2 separate regions of the Mus musculus genome follow, and region 1 is linked to region 2. Evidence: chromatin contacts called from public HiChIP or PLAC-seq data. All regions are on one chromosome and are shown on one strand. Each heading gives the region's core, a stretch centred on a gene start, on an enhancer-like site or on the middle of the called end of the contact. The rest is flanking DNA. Distances are from core to core; before and after follow the strand shown. Region 1 overlaps Tmem108 (transmembrane protein 108). Region 2 overlaps Tmem108 (transmembrane protein 108).

Region 1 (4,570 bases), core at 1,867-4,366, 69 kb after region 2:
AGTAACATTTTTTGGCGATGACAGCTGTTAGCTCAATATTTAGTCTTCACAATAAATCTCACCTTACATGAAAGGAAACATACATTTGCCCCTAAATTGTACAATATAGCCATGGACAACAGTCAGTTTCTAATGTGGGCAGACAGACAAAGACACCAGGAGAGTCCATGGGCAAACTTTTTAAACTCATAGGGAAAAGTCAAAGCAAGTGTGAATAGCTTACTGACGGGGGTGGGGTCTGGGACCCTCTCACAGGCAGTATACTCAGGGACACTGTGAGCATAGTAGGTAGCATGGCTACTCATGGCAGGTGATGTCAGCCCTTCTGCAACTGTGAGTCTCAGTAGCTTCATCAACAAGCCCATATCCAGATCCCCATGCCAGACAGGCAGAAAACAACCACAGCTTCCATGATCACAAACATTCTGCAAGGTTTTAAGTACTGGAGTTCCCAACCAGAAAATATGAAGGCCCAGAGACAGCAAACCTTCTGCCCAAAGTCACAGTTCTAAAATCTGATAAACACAGGACATCTCACGGGTTTATTTGGCCAGTGTGTCAAAGTCATGCCATACATGGCCACTGAAAAGAAAATAGTAAGGCATTCCAATGTCCAGAGGGGAAAATAGGATCAAGGCTCAGCTTTGTGGTCTAAGGACGAGTTTCTGTGGAGAAAGAACAGAAGAGATCAGCAAAGGGCACTGGGTCTACCTGTGGAGAGCCTTCTGTCTATTCAGGAGGCACTGTCCAGTCCACTGAAACCACAGAACTGTGGAACAAAAGTTTTCTCTCTCTCTTTTTTTTCTTTTTCTTTTTTTTTTAACTGCAGAAGCAAAGCAAAGATGATGAAATCAATGAAAGAGACTAAATAAGATAGTCAGAAGGAAGAGGCAAAGAAGTATGAGAAGACACTGTAGAGAAAGAGACGATAAAATGCTACTCACAAATAAATCTGTGTCATCCTAAAGCCCGTAAGAGGGGGGACCAGAAAGACTGTAAGAGCCAGCCGCTGGGGACAGGAGCAGAACAGTGTCTTCTGCACATGATAGGACCACTGCACCCATTCTGCACATGATTGATAGGACCACTGCACCCATGGACCCAGAGCAGCTGTGAATGTCTGCACAAGACCTGCACGAGATCAGGCCAGTCAGCATTCCAGCACAGCGTGGGAAACGGCCCAGAAGCCTCTATCCCCAACTGAGGAACTATGGATAGTTGATGGCTTCTGGGAGAGGAAGAATTAGTTTTTGTCAATGGTGTGGCCCCTGGGTAGGTCAACCATGTTCTAGTAGACAGCCCCACAACCACAAGGCAATGGGCAGCATAAACTGGATGCAATGGCTTATTAGAAGAAGTGAAGTCAGAAGTTGAGTGATAGGAAGCAGTGGGTAGATCTGGAGCAGTTAGAGGGGGGAGTGGGAGTGTAAATAAGATCAAAATATGTTGTATAAAATTCTCATAGAATAAAGCCATCTTTTTTTTTTTAGCTTCAGGGCCATATTAATATGGGATCTCCTGAGAAAAACACATCACGTTCTGAGTGGAAGGCTTCTAAATAACACATTATCATTAAACTGTCGGCAAACACGATGCTAATACAATACCAATGAGGGAATGTTTCAGAATGCTCCACCAGGTTCTTTCCAATGGCAAAGTACCATGTCCAGAGGAAACACTCCCATGGCTGCCAGCCTGCCTCCTGGTCTTCAAGAGGTGCTCTAATGGGTGTGTTGACAGGGATGGGTCTTAGGCCAACAGAGCAGCCACGCTTCACGTCTTTGAAAGGCAAAGGCCAAGACTCAATTTTAGACTCAAAGAAAAATGCTGAGCAGGGTCTAGCATCTCCTTCTGTGTCTCAAAGGATGGGTTGGGTCCCTCCAGGCTGGGGGGTCTCAGTGTATGATGCTTGAAGAAGCATCTACCCCAAATCCATGTTCCCTGGGACACTTAAGCTCCTGGGAGCCTCATAACGTGTATGGCAGGAATGGAGTAAAAGATTCAGGAGCTTGGACACTCATTTCATCTCTCAGAATCTCTTTACACCCGGTAGAGAGCAGCTGTCTTTACTGTCACTACAGCATCTGCGCCAAGGGATTGCAAATTAATTCCTGAGTCTATGAGAACTCATGTAATTTTGTTTTATTTTTGCTATAAAAATGGCGGCACTTGCACACATTTCAGTTACTTTATTTTTAGTTTATGCTGCAAGATTAGTGAGTCCTTAAATTTTAAAAAGACTTTAATCTTCTGGTACTATTTAGTACTTAAACACGCACATGCATGAGTGTGCACACAGACACTCGCACAGACATATACAGGCACACCCTCATACACACACACACACACACACACACACACACACACACACGTGTGTGTGTGTGTTTTCCTTAAGAAGAATTCTATATATTCCCATTTTACATTGTTTTTAATTCAATAAATGGGACAGATAACGTCCTAGAGTCAGAAGAGAAACTGGAGCAAATGATTTAGACCTGCTCTTTTGCCTTGGCAGTCAGCAGCCGAGTGAGAAGACTGGTCCTGGCCACCCTTTGATAACTACTGACATTCTTTCTCCAGAGGGCACTCAGAGAAGCCCTGCTGAATCCCCTTTCTTTGGATCCTCTTTCAACAAGAGCTGTGTCCCTTTTAAAGAAAATACAGACCCTCTGTCCCGTGATCTGGCTGCTTGAAGAGAAGTCTTAAGAACCTTACAGGAATTCAATGGAATGCTGGGTTATTTGTACTGCCCCCAGATCACTTCACTCACAGCTGTGTGGGTCCAAATGGAGCCGAGACCATCCTTGCACTGATGGAGAGTCAGAAATAAAGACTGTGCCTTCTGTGATAGCAGAATGTATTCCCTTACAAAGCCACTCAACCACTGGTCCCAAAGAAAGGAACGCCTGAGGGTCAGGGCTTGACAAAATGCACTGTATAAAACAAAATTAAGCCCGTTTCAGTCGAGTCAGTCGTTCTCCACGGAACGACACTTGTGTGTGATTTATTTTTAGAGTAAAAAGGCACGTTATTTTCGTTGATCAGAGCTGGAATCTTACACACCCAGCTGTTGAGTAACACTTGTCAAAGATGTCAAAACGTCTTTCAACATTTAGACAGCCACCTAGCTATTATTCCTGGGGGACACGTGGTTAGCTGAAAGAGTCACATCTGACAGATGCAAAAGAGAAAAAAAACCACATCTGTATGGAAACCACAACTCTCACTTCCCAACCACCCACCCCAGTGATCTCCCCAACGCTCTGCACCACGAGACACCCAGACTGCCAGAGGAAGAATGCAGTCGGACCCCTTCACAATAGCTGCTGTGGATGTGGGGTTTCTCCTTCTGCCTAATCTTCTGATTCTTTATTTCACCCCAAACTCCAAATTCTGTTTATAATTCTAGCTAGGAGTGAGAACTCAGGGTCTGTAAGCCAGAGAAGGGTCTCCTGTTCAGTTAGCATACTGCACTACCTCTGTCCAGGAAAGCTGCAGGACTGTCATCTTTACAGAAGTCATCTATGCAGAGCCACAGATCATTAGTCAGCTATGCAGAGCCACAGATCATTAGTCCAACAGAGAGCACCGGCATCCCTAAAATTGCCAGTAAGGACAGTTTTGACCAGCAGGGATGATGGTCCCTGCAGGACTGTGAATGAGTTCCTATACAACTATAATGCTCCTTCTATTCTTTGGGGGCTGATCTATATCAGTCATCAGCTCAATTAATAGATATAAGAAAGAAGACTAAGAACAGAAGGACCTAAGAGAACCTCAAACTAAAATGCTGAGCCAAGTTAATGACCAAGAAGTAAAACATGGGCCAACCAAGTACAGTCAGTATAGACATAGCCTTGAACTACAATAGGCCAAGAGAGGTCTTCCTGCTCCTCCCAGAAGCCCTAACTGCACGAGGTCTGGCAAGGCTAAACCTTCATCCTTAGAGGACTTTGCTTCACCTCTACCCCCTTCCTACCTAAGAGGCGTACACTCAAGCTCATCTCTCCAACAATGCTTTTCTCGATGATAACTATTTAGAAATTAGTTGGCACGATGACTTGGCTAGAATAGTATGAGAAGGTAGTATTTAGGGATGCTAAACATCTCACAGTACATTAGAAAGTATAACAAAATAGGGAATCATTTGATCAGAAAAGCTAATAGCATCCCCTTTTTTCCTTGAGAAAACTGGGTCTCTTCTAACAGTCAGGGCAGACAGAACTGGAGAGAAAACTAAAGAGAAAAAGATATAAAATCCCTATAGCTAACAGGCAGCTTCCTAGTATGACCAGAAATAAAGAATCATATCTCTGTTACCAATTATCTCTAACATTTCTACTAAAAAAAAAAATCCCCTCTAAAGCAGGAAGAAAATAATATAAGATACATAGGCAGGTGACAGAAAATACTCAGGGAGAAACTAACCACGTGCAGACTTTTATTAAATCCACCAGGCTACACTTGGGATGGAAAGAGAATGCAGCCTGGGGAGAGTTACAGAAGTGAGCTTCACAGAGGCAGGATAGGGCAGGCTTAAGGCTCGCTCGCCTGGTCCTGACTGGCTGTG
Region 2 (4,805 bases), core at 51-2,550:
TGTGTACATGCAGATACATGTACATGTACAGGCCAGAGGTCAACTTCGGGTTTCTTTTATAGCTTTCCACCTTATGTTTTCAGACAGGGTCTCTCACTGAATCTGAAGTTTGACATTTTGGTTACTCTGGTGGTTAACAAGCCTCCTTCGTTCACTGCTGGGGCTTCAGGCTTGTGCCTCCACACACGGTGTTTTACATGGGTTCTGGGGATTCAAACTCAGCTTGCCATACTTGCCTGGCTAGCATTTTACCCACTGACACCCCCCCTCTACCCAGCCCCTCGTTCATAAACTTTTAAGTTTAGTTTTATTACTATCATTTATTTCCAGAATTAAATTCCCAGTTGAATGTCAGTGACTCCTTCTCCCCCAAGTTTCTATTAGACTTCTTCTAGTTTAAAGAATTTCTTGTTCCCTGTGGCACATAATAACTACAAAGCTGATTTGTGCTTCACAGCACACATAGATGTAGGACAGTTTGAGTTCGATGGTGGTTTTCCCACTGTAAATCCTCTGAGACATGGTATGGAAAGTCAGTACCTGCTTCAGATCAATACTGCTCATGTGTTCAATCTTTTGTATGCTTGTTGGTTCGTTGGTTTATTCAAAAAGTAGTTTGTGAGCACCTTGCTGTCCTGAATTAGGTGATGAGCTAGAGATACAGCAAGACAAATGTGTATGTGTGCGCACACATACACAAACACACACATACACACACACAAAGGCACACTCACACACATACATAATTCATACAGGCACACACAGGCACATGTGTACAGAGACACACACATGCACACACGCACCCGCGCACAACAATAAACAATTTTGTAGTAATAAAAATGAACATCAAAAGCTGGACTCCTTAAGTTCTTGGACTTGAAAGTACTTTAAGGACCTATAATCTGGCTCGTCTCACGTTTTAGGTAACAGGGGTTATAGAAAGGAACTGTGGTCTTAGGCTATGACTCCCAAAGCAAAAATAAAGAAGCAGAACTTCAAACTATTGAGTTGCTCACAGGAAAAGGGATGATGACAAACTGTATCCTGCAGAAGTGTAGAAAGCCACCAGCTACCCCAGAGGAGGGCAACATGTGAAGTACATGGGGATCCATGACTCAGCAACATTCGAAGTGCATCAGGAATCATGACTCAGGGACATGTGAAGTGCATCAGGAACCATGACTCAGCGACATTTGAAGTGCATCAGGAATCATGACTCAGCGACATGTGAAGTACATGAGGAACCATGACTCAGCAACATTCGAAGTGCATCAGGAATCATGACTCAGCGACATTTGAAGTGCATCAGGAATCATGACTCAGCGACATTTGAAGTGCATCAGGAATCATGACTCAGCGACATGTGAAGTACATGAGGAACCATGACTCAGCAACATTCGAAGTGCATCAGGAATCACACAACTCAACAGCAAAAAGGACAACAATAAAGAATCTTCAAGATCCAAGGATGCTGGCTCAGACCTGTAATCTCAGCTCTCAGAAATTGAACGCAGGAGGACGAGAAGTTCAATCCAGCCAGGGCTTCCATAGCATTCAAGTCCAGACTGGATTCTATCTTTCTCCAAAACAATTCCAAGGGCAGGGGGCACAGAACTTTAATTGCCCTTTTGTCAGGTCTGGAGAAGGTGCCTGACATTACTAATTGTTAGAGAAATGCTAATAACATCCACAGTGAGGCACCTCCTACTCTAGGTGGGCTATTAGCAAAATAGGTGAGTGCCAGTTAGGGTATAGGGAATAGGGAAGGCTTGTATGCTGTTGGTGGGAAAGCAAATTGATAGAGCTATTATGGGAGATAGTATTGGACATCTCAAAAAGCTAAAAAGAGAATTAGAATATGATCCAGCAGCATCCCATTACTCGGTATTTATTCACCCAAAGGAAATCAATCAGGATGTCAAAGAGACACCTACACTCAACAAAGAGTTCACTGCAGCCCTCTTCACAATAACCAAGATACAGAAACAGCCTGTGTCCATCAATAAATGCATCAATAGATAAGTGGATCAGAGACAATGTGGCATATACTCAGGGCATTATCCAGTCTTTACAATATAGGGGATTAACATGGGAGAATCTGGGGATGTAACATCAACCAAAATAAGGCAAGCACAGAAAGATAACTACTGTTTTACTATTTGATGACTATTATATACTCTGTGAACTTTAAAGAAGTTGGACTCAGAAACAGTATAGATGAGTGGCTGCCATGGGGAAAATGAAGAACTTAGACAAAAAAGTTCCACTAGAGGTTGAATACATTCTGGGGATCAAATGTTCAGTATGGTAACTACTGTTAATGTATTAGATATTTTACTCACTGCAGTGATAAAATACCTAACCAAAACAGTTAAAGGTAAAGAGTAATGCTGGCTCACAGTTCTGAGGGACACAGTCCATCTTGGCAGAGAAAGATAGTGTGGAAGCCTGAGGTCATTAGTTACATTGTGGCTACAGTCAGAAAGAAGAGAGACTGAGGCTGATGCTCAACCCCCTTTCAGTCTAGAATCACCCACATTTAGGATAGTCTTCCCTCTTCAGATTTAAACTTCTCTGGAAATGCCTTCACAGACACACCCCGAGGTGTGTCTCCTAGGTAATTCCACACTCAATTCAAGTTACCAGTTAAGGTTACTTATCACAACTAGTAACAAGGATATATCATAGATTTAAAATTTACTATGCTAAACCTGAAGTTCTTTAAATATATTTACATACAAGCAAATAAAAAATGGTAAGATGATGAGGTAACAGACGTGTAAATTGACTTGATTAATGTTGTGTCCATGTATCAAGCCATCATTAAATACATTCAACTTTTACTCCCTGGTTACAGTTTAGGCAAAGATATGGGAATAAACAAATATAAACAGTTTCTTGGAAGACCTGGAAGGTTCTGAGTTTTGAATAAAGCTCTAAATCCAAACTCCTGGTAGACATTCTTCTCTGTAGCAACACCTAGAGGGTAGAATATGATCTGGGCATGTTCTTCCCTTACAAACATATGCGATATATGTCCCCAACACACGTGAAAGCTGAGATTCCCTCTCAATGATTTCCATCAGGAAGGTCACTTCAGAAAACCAATGCTAAAATCATGCAAGGAGCCTGTTTTTATATTTTGAATGCACTGAAGACCTTTATAGGAAAGCTCCAACTTTCTCCAAGGTTAGCATCATCAAATTAAAATATGATATCATCTAAACAGTGTCTTCATGGAAGGTAACTTCTTTAAAAAAAAAAAAAAAAAACAACAAAACTTAATGTGCCTAGGTTGGGGGGGGGAACCAACCCAGTACAACCAGACTCTTTGGCTCCTAAGTCATCTTGTGTATTTCTCTACTGTCTCATGACAAATACCTATTACACGCTCTAATTATTGCTTACAATGTTTCCCAAGAAGACCAATGATAGCCACAAACTCTGCAGGCAGCATGTATCCACAGTACAAGTTAATCATTGCCTAAAAGGTTGCTCTTCTAATCTGGGAGAACATTTGACAGAATCACAAGCATGCCACAGCCCTGCCTCTTCTAACCTTAACTTTCAAAGCCCTTGAATGGACTTCTTAAGACAGCGTGGGCAAATGCTAGGTTTGATTTTATCGGTAATGAAATCACACATATGAACTACGGCCCACATTTTTCTATGACACAGTCCCTGAAAACTGCTAAAGAGCATTTAGAAAAATGGTACCCATGTGCCTACAGACCACCAACCACGAGCCTAGCTCACTCCCAGAGTAAGACATAGCTTAGACATACCTTTAAAAACAAGTAAAAATATATAATGCCATATGCAATCTTTATTTAATAAGTAGATTTTGATAACAGCCCAATTTCCTCTCTCATTTTCTGTCCATTTGTTCATCATTAAATAAGAATAATAATTCCTTAGAAGCAGTCAGTATGAAAAGTACTCTTCTTTGTAGAATTTATATAATAACTGGGTATCACCCATACCTCAGAGGGCATGCCTGCTAAACTATGGTCTTGTGGATCTACAATAAAAATGCTAGGGAAACAGAAAAACTGAAAACTACAGGGAAGAATACACACACACACACACACACACACACACACACACACACACACACACACATATATATATATATATGTATATATATATATATATATATATAAAGTCTTTTGCTTGTGTGTGTAGTGTCTATTTGTGTACAGTGTACATCTGTTGTATGTGTAAGCATGTTTGCACGTGGGGCTGCATGTCTATGTGCATGCCTATTCGTATGTGTCTGTACACCTGCATGTATGAGTGCGTGGAGACTGAAGTTAACATCAGGTGCTTTCTTGAATCCCCACCTATGCAGTGAGGCTCTGAACCCAGAACTCACAGGTTCAGCTGCTTACTATGGGGTTCTCTGCCTCTGCCTCTTGCCCGCCCCACTTTTATGTGAATTTTGGTCCTCATGTCTGTGTGGCAAGTGCTTGCTTTACTCCCTGATCTATCTCCCTAGTGACCCACTCTCCCACTTTCATGATAAGCCACTATGTGTCTGTGACTAGCCTAGTACTCTCTCTGGACTCCAGGCTGGCCTCCCACTTGCATCAATCCTCCTGCCTCAGCTTCCTAAGTGTTGGAAATCGAGCTGTGCACCAGTGGATCCCTCCAGAGGGAATGGTGAAGACCTGCTAACTGGAAGAGCTGCCTGGTTGTGAAGTATAGCCATAAGTCATCTCTCTTCAATTGCTAAGACCCGACATAGCTACTGTATGGTTAGGGAGACCCTGAGTAAACTACACACTTGACTGGAATTTCCCCAG

The links. HiChIP or PLAC-seq counts read pairs in DNA pulled down with a chosen protein or histone mark.
Region 1: an H3K4me3 HiChIP or PLAC-seq map of the SCID.adh cell line shows a contact between it and region 2, with 12 read pairs. The contact joins two enhancer-like sites. A contact is called at or near these places in 2 of 115 datasets of contacts at active chromatin or transcription factors (the SCID.adh cell line and embryonic stem cells).

The regions. Positions count from the first base shown.
Region 1 is chr9:103,737,190-103,741,759 of GRCm38.p6, forward strand. The region is part of intron 2 of Tmem108 (transmembrane protein 108); the gene reads right to left. Among named protein-coding and RNA genes, the nearest start is that of Gm46129, 18 kb to the left of the region's middle. Within about 2 kb of position 3,117, at least 41 of the 459 cell types and tissues checked have an H3K27ac peak or open chromatin away from gene starts, as enhancers often do. A contact at or near this core is called in the SCID.adh cell line, where this site is marked.
Region 2 is chr9:103,669,626-103,674,430 of GRCm38.p6, forward strand. The region is part of intron 2 of Tmem108 (transmembrane protein 108); the gene reads right to left. Among named protein-coding and RNA genes, the nearest start is that of Gm46129, 49 kb to the right of the region's middle. Within about 2 kb of position 1,301, at least 10 of the 459 cell types and tissues checked have an H3K27ac peak or open chromatin away from gene starts, as enhancers often do. A contact at or near this core is called in the SCID.adh cell line, where this site is marked.